3 separate regions of the Zea mays genome follow, and regions 2 and 3 are each linked to region 1. A link is a contact called in public Hi-C data. All regions are on one chromosome and are shown on one strand. Each heading gives the region's core, a stretch centred on a gene start, on an enhancer-like site or on the middle of the called end of the contact. The rest is flanking DNA. Distances are from core to core; before and after follow the strand shown.

What was found. A called contact is a pair of places that touch in the nucleus more often than the background predicts.
Region 2: a contact with region 1 is called in a Hi-C map of bundle sheath, with 2.6 times the contacts expected there. The contact joins the enhancer-like site here to the promoter of LOC100279749 in region 1. A contact is called at or near these places in 2 of 25 Hi-C or Micro-C datasets (bundle sheath and endosperm).
Region 3: a Hi-C map of leaf shows a contact between it and region 1, with 2.7 times the contacts expected there. The contact joins the promoter of LOC100284163 here to the promoter of LOC100279749 in region 1. A contact is called at or near these places in 5 of 25 Hi-C or Micro-C datasets (endosperm, leaf, seedling and 1 more).

The regions. Positions count from the first base shown.
Region 1 is chr4:47,113,200-47,117,521 of Zm-B73-REFERENCE-NAM-5.0, forward strand. LOC100279749 reads left to right here and starts at 2,498. Exons shown (of 3, transcript NM_001152707.1): 1 at 2,498-2,947. The coding sequence starts at 2,612. It overlaps LOC100217069, which reads left to right. Exons shown (of 4, transcript NM_001143439.1): 3 at 222-352; 4 at 433-972. The coding sequence ends at 774.
Region 2 is chr4:46,722,565-46,726,886 of Zm-B73-REFERENCE-NAM-5.0, forward strand. No RefSeq gene overlaps it. Among protein-coding and RNA genes, the nearest start is that of tga1, 77 kb to the left of the region's middle. Within about 2 kb of position 2,532, at least 19 of the 20 cell types and tissues checked have an H3K27ac peak or open chromatin away from gene starts, as enhancers often do. A contact at or near this core is called in bundle sheath and endosperm, where this site is marked.
Region 3 is chr4:47,398,718-47,403,039 of Zm-B73-REFERENCE-NAM-5.0, forward strand. It overlaps LOC100284163 (lipid transfer protein), which reads right to left and starts at 2,030. Exons shown (of 3, transcript NM_001157060.1): 1 at 1,567-2,030; 2 at 1,434-1,493; 3 at 964-1,318. The coding sequence starts at 1,933. The coding sequence ends at 1,188.

The DNA.
Region 1 (4,322 bases), core at 1,248-3,747:
AGGGTTTTATATATCAGGTTCATAGTCAAATACCGTTTATAGACAAGTAAACTGTATGGTTTAATTAGGTAATCTCATTTGGTGACCAAGAAGCCTGTGGGGCAAACAAATGTTATACCATGAGTTGTTGTTCCCCCCTGACTGACTGTCTGGTTCTCTGATATGTGGAACAATTACAATACCTGTGCTCTGACAAGTATTGGTCACATTTTCGTCTTCAGGACAAGAAGGGGATGGGAGTGGCAAGTCGAAGCAAAGCAGGAGTGAGAAGAAGAGCCGCAAGGCCATGCTGAAGCTTGGCATGAAGCCCATCACTGGTGTCAGCCGGGTCACTGTGAAGAAAAGCAAGAATGTAATCAATCATTCACTCAGATTCAGATCTCACAAACTGACATGTTATGTGTTGTTTGGCTAACAGACTATTTTTTCCAGATGCTTTTTGTCATCTCGAAGCCAGATGTGTTCAAGAGCCCAAACTCGGACACCTATGTCATATTCGGCGAGGCGAAGATCGAGGACCTCAGCTCCCAGCTGCAGACCCAAGCTGCAGAGCAGTTCAAGGCTCCTGACCTGAGCCAAATGATCCCGAAGCCTGAGACATCTGGCCTGGGCCTGGAGGACAACGAGGAGGAGGAGGTTGACGAAACTGGTGTCGAGGCCAAGGATGTCGAGCTGGTGATGACTCAGGCATCTGTTTCGAGGCCCAGGGCGGTCAAGGCCCTCAAAGCTTCTAATGGAGACATCGTCACCGCCATTATGGAGCTGACTACTTAGTGTTATTTTTGTCAACCACCCCTTTCTTTTAAGCATGTATCGTATGCCATGCAGCTTGAGCGGATATCTGTGGACAACATGCTTGCTTAGATAATTTTATCATGCTTGCTTTTTCTGTCAAGGCTATTTGAACATTGTTTCGTTTTTGCTGGCTTGCTGCATAGCAACAGTTTATGTCCTATGTTTGTCCGGACATTTCCTATACCTCTATTGCTGTTACATCATTGGCGACCTGAGGACCGAGCGGGGGCTTGGTACCTGAATGGAGACGAGCTGCCCACTCGCTCCAGTGCTTTCCGAACTAAAACGTATTGTTCGCCTGCGCGGTTGTTTAATCATCATTTAGTTTGTGCGCTGTATAAGCCTGTGTCTGTTTGATAACCATTTTATCTTGTCTAATCATTAGTGTCCATTTAAACAATCGTTTAGTTCAAATAAACAGCTAAACTATAGATAACTTAGGTATGTTTAAATGTATAGGCTATCACTTCTAATAGGTAAACTAATTTTTTAGCGATATAGATGAAAAAAACATATAAAAACATTAAATTAACAAGCATATAGATCCCGGCTAATTAGTTGGTCATTCATATCTATATAAATGTCACATAAAACTTAGATAAAAATGTTAGAAAACATTCAAGTACCAAGTATGTAGCTCCCTACTCAAGTTTCTATGGATAAGTTTCTTTATCTATATCCACATCCACTATACTCTGAACGGTGGTGGTTCGTTGTAATGGAATCCCAATCGTCGGTAGGGGTGGTAATGAACGATCTAAATGTTAGAATCCTTAATAAATTTTAGTTTAAAAATAAATAAAAAACAGTGACCGTGATTTGATTTTTAAATTTTATAGCGTAAAATTTAGACCTTATTATCATCTAGTGCTCATACAAGATAGATGACGCGTATGTCATGACATCGGCCCGACCAACGAGACGTCTGCGAAAATGACAGGAAGCATGCACGGCAGCAGGGTAAAGGACGCCGCAGAAGACGCAGATGGCACAAACAGCCATTCTCCGGCGTCAAGTGGACTACCGACTGAGACCGGCGTTGGAACTTTCCCCTAGGCTCACCGTGGCTCCGGCGCCAAAGCGGCAGCTGACACCAAACGCATCGGCTTGGTGTCTCTCCCCCGGCGGGCAACACGTACGTCTCGGCGCATCCGCGTCGGCGTCGCCAATCGCGCGAGCCACTAGCTACTGCCGCGGCCGCGCACGGGGGCTGTGCCGTGCATGGCGAGTGTCGACACCCCATGGGTGAAGGCGTGCGTGAAGCCCGCACGTCGCACCAGAGGTAAAGGCTTGGCTTTGCGTGTCAACGCCCGTGTTTGTCGCCTCCTCGTCTCGCGGCGGTCTAGCCGAGTCGCCATCCCTCCACAGAGACCACATCACCACAGGGGTGTGTGGCGGGCCTACCCGCACACCCTAGCCGCCCGATCCCGACCCGACCGCCCAAACCGCGACAGCGACAGCGGAGACGAGCTCGAATCCCACGGATTTCGGCCGGTCCCCTCCGTCATTTTTGTACCCGCCACGCTGGGCCTGGGCTGCCGGCTGAGACCCACGCACGCACGCTTATCGGCATTCGGCAACCCACGAAAGAGCACAGCGACCGCCGACCGGTGCCGGAGCCTGCCGCACAACGATCCGGTCGCGCCCGTCCGTGGCCCAGAGAAGATCCCAACCCCGCCCGTCCGCCGCGGACTCCCGGGCCCGCCGCCTCGTCCGTTTTCCGAATCGGCCGCGCGGGGTACCGCGGCGCCGGGGGCCGCCCGGAGCTCCGTCCGAGTCCGTTGCCGGGAGCCAGCCAGGGCGCAACGCGAGCGCAATGGCGGAGGTGGGGAGCCGGGTGCGCGGGTTCCTGCGGAACCGGTGGCTGGTGTTCGTGGCGGCGATGTGGATGCAGTCGTGCGCCGGGGTCGGCTACCTCTTCGGCAGCCTCTCGCCGGTTATCAAGGCCTCGCTCGGCTACAACCAGCGCCAGGTCGCCGGGCTCGGCGTCGCCAAGGACCTCGGCGACAGCGTCGGCTTCCTCGCCGGCACGCTCTGCGCCGTGCTCCCGCTCTGGGCCGCGCTCCTCGTCGGCGCCGCGCAGAACCTCGTCGGCTACGGCTGGGTCTGGCTCGCCGTCACGCGCCGCGTCCCCGTGCCCCCGCTCTGGGCGGTGAGATCCCCACGCCACGTCTCCTCATTTTCTCATTGCTGTATTAATTATTATTTTTAACCGTTTCTATTTTACTACACGTTCCATGCTCATGCTGCCATCCCATTCTTTTTTTATGGGTTTTCCCCCCGTTACCCTGCTGGCCGCGGTGCGCGGTTGCGCATTGGTTGCATGTCGCGATCGCGTGTGCTCGCTCTACCAACGCTTAGACTTCCTTACATATTCTTTGATGGGGTGAATTTTTCTTGCCCGCGACTGTTGTTGATTGAATCGTGCACGATGCTTCTGTGGAATATATGTCGGAATTTTAGGTTTCCAAATGCAGTCGTCGTTGAAATTCCAAGCTTTCGGGTTTTGTATCGTAGCAGTGTCATACCATTATGTTCGGTTCGACGACACAGACATACAGTTATACAGATTTCGCTGCGGTTCAAGTTTCAGGGGTCAGGATCATACCCACGTCAAATATTCTTGCTCACATGGTTTCAGAACATATGGTGTTACCAGCGCTCGAATCATTTTTCAAACCATGCAAAAAACTGCATGCCCTCGGGCCTCGGGGTCGGGGATGCAGATTAGCACTTGGACTCCACTTGGAAAATGACAGATGGGCTAATTTCGTTTGTTTTAGTATACTGCTGTAGCTAATCTTCGACGTTTACTAATATGTGTCATATTAAAAGCACAACTGTACAGTTATTTTGGAAATGGATACTCTTATAATGCTGAACTTCTCGAAGTTGCATTGGACCTATCGTATATGGTTAGTTGTTGTGTAAGACTAAGACCGTACTTTTCTTGTCAATGTGGTCGCTATCTTGCTTTCCATGTGCCTCCAGGCTCCAGCTGTACCTTATTATCTAAAATTTCCTGTAAATCCTATGACGTCAGGGTAAATCATACAGTGATTTAACTGTGGTATCTTATTCTATTTTTCGAGAAAAAAAGATTTTATTTCACCCCAAAATCAGCGCATCTAGTTGATACACAGCCTTTGAATAATATCCCAGTCTCCGCCTAAGTGATAGGCACACAAGTTAACATTAAACATATTCTGAGCATACTCTAGTGACATTCAATCCTTATATTATATTGTCACCCATATGCCTGGGTAAATATATCTTTCACCACCTGTTCCAATCGTCGTGATACTGCTACAACCGTATCCTTGAATTCTGGATTCTAAAGGATAGCTCATGAATGGATAACCTGCAAGGGGGAGTTGTTTTTTTTCTGTTAAAAAACAATATCATTCCTGTGCAACCATACAGACCAACATGTCACTGCAGCCACAAGAGGTGGTATCTTATTCTGTTCCCTTAATTTGCATTTTGCAATCTAGAACATCAGCACTGATTACTCTGTTTATATCAAA
Region 2 (4,322 bases), core at 1,282-3,781, 390 kb before region 1:
AGTCAACGGGCTTGTGTCCCGTTGTTTCGTTGTTGATAGTCTCCTTCTCGTCAATCACCTTTCCCGTCCCTTTGGCGCCGTCGCTAGCCATTGCTTCCGGTTGTTAGTCCCAATGGAAGAGACCGACTTTGATACCAATTGAGAGCACCTAGAGAGGGGTGAATGGGTGGTCCTGCAAAAATAGCTTAAGACAAAACAAACTTGGTATAATAATTCAGTTAGAGTAAATTAAGGCCAAGTTCAGATGAGAAGATAAAAAGTTCCTTTCACTTGGTTGCTCTACCAAGATGTGATCTAGACTTAGAGCAAAATCACAAGAGAGAATAGAGAACTTGGAAGATAGAAAAATCGCAATAATGTAAATGGCACAAGAGACATGGCAATTTTTATCCTATGGTTCGGTCAAGCGTAATATACTTGCCTACTTATGTTGTGGCATCCCAATGGATGAGGGTTGCACTCAACCCCTCTCAAGTGATCCAAAGATCAAACTTGATTACCACGGTTCTTCCTTATATCAATTTTCTGTTTGTGAGGAATCTCCAAAAATTTGGAGTCTCTTACAACCTTACAAAGTGATCACAATCAAAACTTGGAGTAAGGAGGGAGAAAGAATACACACACAAAAGCACAACGCAGTAACACACACAAGAAGCAAAGACAAGAGTGCGAGTAGACGATCACACAAGAACAACTCAAAACTGGCTCTCAAATCACTAGAGGGCATGGTCACAGATTGTCGGAGTGTTGGTGTGCTCTTGAGATGCTTGGGTGCTGGTAGAAGATGCCTAGGGGTCCCTTTTATAGCATCCAAGGGGCCTAGGAGTTGTTGGCTTCTCCACAAGCTAGAAAACTTCCCTGTGTGCGGGCACACCAGTCAGTCCGGTGTAACAGTCGATAGGCGATTCTAATTGGTTGCCTTCCTTTTTTGACGCAGCACCGGACAGTCTGGTGCGCCACCGGACAGTCTGGTGCGCCACCGGACAACGTCCACGTCAGTTAGTCGTTGGCGCACATGGAGGAAGCTATTGGAGACAGTGTCCGGTGCACCGAATAGTGAGCTATTCACTATCCAATGAAATTTATAATTAAAATTCCCTAGACTAGCGAGTTCGTCCATACGCAGCACCGGACAGTCCGGTGCACCACCAGACAGTCCGGTGAGCTCCAGAATGGCCCAAGTTTGGATCTTTTGAGCCAAACTTCTCCAACTTCTTTTGGCTACCTTTGGTAGCTTCCCTACTACTTAGACAAAGATATTTAGCACATAATCCAGTTGACTAAGTGTGGGTAACATACCTTTTCTTCTCCATTTCACGAGGATTTGCAATATGTCCAAAACTAAGTCCAAAAGTCACTTTTCTTGCACCAATGAGTTAGAAGCCAAACCAAGGTGCAAGAAACATGGTATAAGAGGTATGCAACTAATCCAAACACTTAAACCTTGTGTTTATGTTGGTTTGTCCAAAGTTGCTATTTTGGCCCTTAAATTCGACTCATATGGACTTGTACTTCAATTTGCTTTGGCTAGAACCTGTGCTCATGCTCATATCAGAATTGTTAGTCTAATGTGGTGTGTTGGGTACTTAATCATCAAAATAGGTAGAAATGGCCCTATAGCACATTTCCCTTTCACCTTCCGGGTGAGGGGAGGGCGGACCAAGAGACGTTCCAGCTCCCGAAGGTGTGAATGATTTGACTGAACTAGAAAACCCATGTAAGGAAAATGGACCCCGGGCCATTTGGCTCAATAGGTTTTGGTGTTTGATGATCAACATGTAACACCCCAAAATCATAATTTTGGGTTTACGAAAAAGTTTTCAAAAAGGATTCACTCAAAGCGTCTTTTGATGAAGAATTGTACCTTGGAAATTATTCTTCCTAAAATGAACAAGTGGCAATACTAAAATATTGTTAAATTAGATTTAAACTTTGAAAGTGAAATTTAATTCAAAACAAAATAAAAAACAAATAAATAAAATGGAAAGATACTCAACCATTTAAGTGCTAGAACTATTCTTATTTTTTATAGATTAGGCATTTAGAGATCTTCAAAAAAGGAAATAAATAAGTAAAATCATCTCTAAATGGATATTATACACTAGAAAGTAGTTTTCCTTAAAAATAAAAAAAAATATTGTGAATGTAGTTTAAAATTAAACTACACATCCAGAATAATACTTCTAGAAATAAATAATGAGTGTGTTGCATATATGAAAACATTTTCTTAAATAAATGTATAAATTAATTGCATTCATGCTGGTTTCTTTGGTCTGTTCATTTACTTTATGCTTGAAGTTTGAAACTAGTTTGAAATAGGAATTAAAACAGGATTTGGGAGAGAAGAAATAGAAGATAAAAATACAAAAAAAAAGAAAACGGCCTTGTGGTGGGCTAGGACCATTTCACCGTAGCCACTCCATTTCCTACCGAACGAAGCCATCTCCAATTGCTCTCTCTGCACGTCCTGTTTTATTTCTTTTTTTTATTCCTTTGGCCGGAGCTTACATTAGCATGACCTCAGCGATGATGTCAACATGCAAGCAAACCAGGGTGCGCGCAATGGTACTCTTGGATCGCTGACCTGTGGGCCGTCCTTGGCTGGTCGTCTTCAAAGTCGATCCTCACCATAATCGAACGCATGGGGGGCTCAACGACTGCGATCCTGTTTGTTCCTATTCTTGCGCTGAGCGACAGGTGATCCCTTCGCGCGGCCGCTCGGGACGTTGCCTTAGCGTAGACACTGATGCCATCTCGTCTCACTACCACCATGCGGGGCCGCGGGTAGCTCGTGCATGTGGCCTCGACTGCGGAACGAACCAGAGAAGAAACCAAATTCACCGCGTGATTCGGGGTTGGTTGCGGCCAATGAATTAGCCCGCATATAAATCCTACCCCTATACCTCCTCCACAGCTATGCTGGCAATTTGAACACACCGGATTTGGGAGCCGAACCTAGGGCCGCCGCCTAGGGAACCCAGCGATGGAAGCGCGTGCGCTGTGCGCCGTAGCCCAGTCCCATCACGTCGTCGTTGCCACTCCTTGTTGCCGGGCCACGCGCGGGGTGTTGGCCACCACGTCCCGTGCTCCAACCTCGCGTCGAACTCGGCCTCTGCGCTCAGCATCCGATCACTGGCCGACGCACCTCCTCATCCCCATGGCGTGCTCCCCTCAGCCGTCATCTCCAGCAGCCGCGCGGGGGATCCACTGACGCCGGTCAGACTGGGAGGACGAAGACCTTGGGGTCGTTGATCATCCAGTCGAGGGCCAGGATTTGACTGGGGCGTAACCTCTCGGTTAAATAAATCTTGTGCGCTGGTCGGGGATCCAAGGGCTCAGATGGGATCGACACGCGGATCGGCTGTAGTCCGTAGGATCTAGATCCACGGGTTCGCGAAAACGTACCGGTTCACTTAAGAGAGGATCTAATTTGGGCCATCGATTTTGGATCCAACGGCTGATCTACGCCGATACCCTTTTCGGCTAGGTAACAATTGCATAAGAACCCCTGCTCTTTATATGAATGAACCCGCGACCCACACTATGTATAAAGTAGTTTAATCCAAGTCCTCGGGATTTTACAGAACAGACCCCGAGCTTCTGGTAAATAGTGCCCACAGCCCAAAGGTGAAATAACATGAGTGAAATTAATAAAGAAAAGGATTTTAGTATAAAAATAATTCAAGAAACTTGTTTAATTCATATTTAATTCATTTTAACCCCAATTTGATCCATCCAAATTGTGTTAGTCTCATAGAAATATTTACTACGCAGTAGCAACATTAATTATACGATATCTCATACTTTTATAATTAAGTAACCAATTTGATTAATCTATGTTTATTGGATTTAGCTTTTCCTAATATTAATATAGTATTCTGATCTTATAGTTATAATTTGACTAAAAGATAATATTTAATCAATTTATAATCTAGATTAAAGTTGAGTTAATTACTTATAGAATATTATCTCATATAATGTATACTAATCAATTTATAATATAGTTTAATATTTAAATCACGTAGATCTTTCATAAATCCTAACTTTATAACCGTAACTCCAAGAATATAGTTTAATATTATTATGCAGTTTGTTCTTATGTTTGGTGTGATGTTAATTTTGCATATACCATGTTTGTTTGTATTGCTACGATTAGCAGTGAGGTCACGAGAATCTGAAGATCATCCTGGTACCTGGAATCTCGAGTCTTAGGCAAGTTGTTTCCATGACCACTTTTATTTACCCAATAATGTTATCTATAATCATTTTGGCATGCATAGACTTAATTTTGATGGGACCCAATAGGTCACCCTAGTTTGGTC
Region 3 (4,322 bases), core at 780-3,279, 290 kb after region 1:
GACATTGTGAATCAGAAACCCCTTGATGACACAGGATATAACCATTGCATCGTTGTGAGGATAATCCTTGAGCTGAAGGTCTTCCTTGAAGAAAGTGATTGGTATATGAGACCACTTGGACTTGATGAAGGGTTTTTGGACTCTAACATGTTGTACCCTTCTCTGTGCTTCCTTCTTCTGCTTCTTGTTGGCTGGTTCAGAACTTGAGCCACCTATGATTGGGAGCACCAGCTTCGTAGCCGAAGGTGCCACAACTTGGTTGCCTTGCGAAGCCATTGTCGCAGTCGTGGAAGTGAGTTTACCGAAGGTGGGCATCAATGTTGGTCTCTTGTTCTCAAATGTTGTAGGTCAAGAACAAGGCAACACAATTGTTAATTTATTATAAACCTTCGCCTTCCGAAGCATTATCTCCACATAGGTATAATGCTCATCAGACGAAGGTCAAGAAGGACATATCTTCATCATTTATTATGTGAACGGAAATGCAAAAAGATGAAGACAGTAACTGCATTTCATTAATTCATACATATTTGCATTTCATAAAACATGTATGGATATTAACAGTATTAATATTACAATGATACATACGACATGCTCGAAGGTGAAGACACGAGAGAGTGATTATAATTCAACGTGAACAGTACGGTATTATTGTTCATCTATTTATAGGCACGAGACACAATCCGGGTAAAATTACATTCATAACCCTCAACATCTATCTACAGACAACCTGAAATACTAAGGTTTATCTGGTCTTTTCTTCTTCCGCTTGACTTGGACCGGAGCTGATGGTAGCTTCGGCATTTGGCAATATTGCTTTTACACAAGATCTTCGTCTTGATAACCTTCGGCAGAAGAAGACCTCTGTATCACTTTATTGAATGTGTTTTTACCTTTAGGACCTTCGATAGAGAAGAAGACCTAACGGCTAACGTAAAGCGAAGGTTTAATAGCAATGAGCCATTGACGCGATGAGAGTTATACATAATTAGCTAATTCAAACATCCGAGGTTACAGTTAAAGCCACAGGGACGGGGGAAACAAGTATCATCTGGATCTATTTTTTTTATGTGGGGTACAAATACAAAATAGACATCGACGAGTGGAACGCAACATGAGAACGACGAATCCACACGGAGTGTAAGAACCGCTGCTTCTCCTCTAGTCCTCTGAGGAGATCGGTCGGATCAGAAGACTGACGAGACGATCGCAGAGACCACGGCGAGCGCGACGCTGCCTCGGACCCCAGCCTGGAGCCTGATAACGGCGCTGCCGGCGGCGGTGTCGCTCGCCGGGCTGCCTCCGGCTGATGGCGTGACTGCAGAAAGAAGAACAGCGACGACGGTCGCCAGTTAGTTGAGTGCATGCAGTGGGGTCTTTTTTGGGGGCGGCGGCGAGGCGAAGGGTTTCAGAGCTGAGATGAGAGCACTCACTCTTGGAGGCGTTGGCGAACAGCGCGTAGTCTGGCGAGCCCGGCTTCAGGTTCAGCAGGTCTGTAGCAGACAGGGGAGGGCATCGTCAGGCTTCAGGCATCAACGGAAAAACATATGCTTGCCTAGTACTCACTGATGCAGAGCGAGACGTTGGCGTTGGGGAGGCTGCAGGCGGCGGGGAGCGCCAGGAGGCGGTCGAAGCGCAGGCCGAGCGACTGCACCTGGTCGCGCCCCGCGTGCACCTGCTGGATGATGTAGCAGAGGCACTCCGGGCGCGCCTTCTGCGTGCCGCCGGCGTCGCCGCAGCAGGTGGACGAGGGCGACGCCGCGTGCCCCGTCGCGTAGTCCATGCAGTCCGTCAGCTTCCCAAAGTCCCCCTGGCACCTGCTCTGCAGCGGGTCCGCGTCCGCCGCCGGCGGCTGGGCGGCCGCGGCGGCGCCGGCGCAGCACCACGCCGCCAGCAGGCATGCCCACCACAACTGCCTCCTGGTGCAGGCCATGCTGCTGGGTGCTGCTCCTCTGACGCCGTCCGCGGGCGCAGTAGTAGTGCGAAGGGTGCACGGCCGGCCGGTCGTCGGTGGCCGCTAAATTTTTATTTGCTTGGATGCTCGTGCCAGATGATGAGGAGGAGGAGGTCAGGAGGAGCAGCAGGAGGGAAATGGAAACGAGGGCGGCGTGCCCAGCCCAGCCGGCGGTTATAGGCTGGCCGGGGGCGGCGTGCGGCGGGCGCGCATTGAAGCCGGGGGGCGGTGTGAGTTGGATGACGCATTGAATTGGAGGCGCCGCGGGCAGAGTGATGAGATTCCTTGCTACTTTGGGAAGCTACAAAACCGAAAGAATTAAAGGGGCTAAAATTTTTTTTTTATTTAAAATTAAATAAAAAAATAGATTTTAGTCTCTCTAGTCTCTTCGATCTCTAATCTTTTCGAGTTTTTAGACTCCAAACTGACCCTTATCGATTACGTGTCGCCGTGCGTCACGTACGTACAGCTGCACTGCTGCGCACACACCACGCTGTCAGCCGCAGCGAACGCGAGGCAGATGGGGCCGGCGGCGGCGCTCGGCGCATGGCTATCCTATCCGTCATCCTCGTTGCACGGGGTGGCGCGCGGGTGGCGTCGGCCCACACCACACGGGACGACCTGCTGAACGAGCTGCTTGTTCGTACGTTGAGAATTGAGAGCCAGACTACAAATTGTGCGCCAAGCTGATTGCGTTCTTCTTCCTGAAGAATGGTAATGAGAGCTGCCATGACCATGCCACAGCTGCAAATTGTGCGCCACTGATTACGCCGCCTGCTACCGGTGCTCGAGCTCCATGCGGGCTTGGGTGCCTGCCCTGCCGGAGTGCCGGTACGTTCTCCAAGTACGCACACTGCAAGTCCTACTGCCCTCATCGATCCGTGTTGCCTCTGGTCAGAGCCGGTCCTGATATTTTGGGCCTTAAGCGAAAATCAATATAGAGGCTCTATACGAAAGCTTGATTCTGCTATTTTTTTCAAATATGATACTAAAAATAAAAAAAGTTGATGATTTACATATTTTTTTTCAAAATGATATGACTAGAGATTGTTACAGTATTTTATGAGTTGTAAAATTATACAGATTATGTAATATAACTCTGTATTTGCTTTGAGAGCGAGTATTTTACTTTTAATTTTTCAAACTAGTCTAAACCTTAAAATGTACAGTAAACCAAAATTAAATACATTAGAGTAAATTTTCTGAAAACAAATTTCAGCAAAAAAAACTTGGATTAAACAACGTAGGTTATTAGGTAAAGGTGTACAACACCTTACGACCTTCCTGCATCAATCAATATTTAGTATTCGTCGTAAACTGCACGACCTCGAAGAGATGATTCCAGAAAATTAGAGAGACGCAACAAAGAAACGAGAATAGAGATTTACCTGTAACATATATGTATTTGGACATAATATGGACAAACGGAGGCCCTACTGATCTTAGGGGCCCTGAGCGATCGCATACCCTGCATACCCTCAGGGCCGGCCATGCCTCTAGTCTACCATATGCAAACTAAGCTCTCACTCTCTCACACCACACAAACACAACCGACACTTATTAAACCGTCCACTGGAGCTAGATATCGAGCCAACTCAACTCGGGTCATTAAGCTAACGAGCTACATAGTCAGCTCGACTCGACCAGAGGTCCAGATCAGAAAAAACAATATATATGTAATAATCAATTTCTAGATAATACTAAATTAATTTAACAATAGAAAATAGTAATTGTACTTATAGTTTCACAGGCTACATTAATGTACCATCAAATTAGCACAACTCATCACTCGTCAATTCACTATTCACACACATTTTCATTAGTTTAACCTACACTTATATTTACATAGACTAATTTAACACATAGACACAGTTCATCAATCAATAGTTTAACTTATAAACTATAGACATCACACGTACATATAACATGATCATCAATTGTTACATAAATTATATGTATATAGTTTTGTTTTGCTGAAATGTGATAACTCGTTAACGATCCGAGCTAGAATGCCAGTTCAACTCATAAAAAATTCAAACAAACAGATCCGAACCGACTCAACCACGAATCAAGCGGCCCACGAACATTTCGTCCAGTCTAAGGTCCACGATACAGAGCGATGTTAGCTTTCGTACCACATGGACCCGATCCGTCTCCATCGTTTCATGCCATTGGCTCACGGTTCTGTGAACATCTGCTCTGACCTGACCAGGAATGTTACCAGAATGAAGCAAGCCATGGGACCAAGGAGACGCATGTCGTCTTTTCATGTCCAGAACTTCGGATAGCTACACGCGGCACGCACAAACAGCTGACGAGCGTCGCGGTCAACCGATCCGTAACTGAAACCAGGCACGGTGGCTGGGCG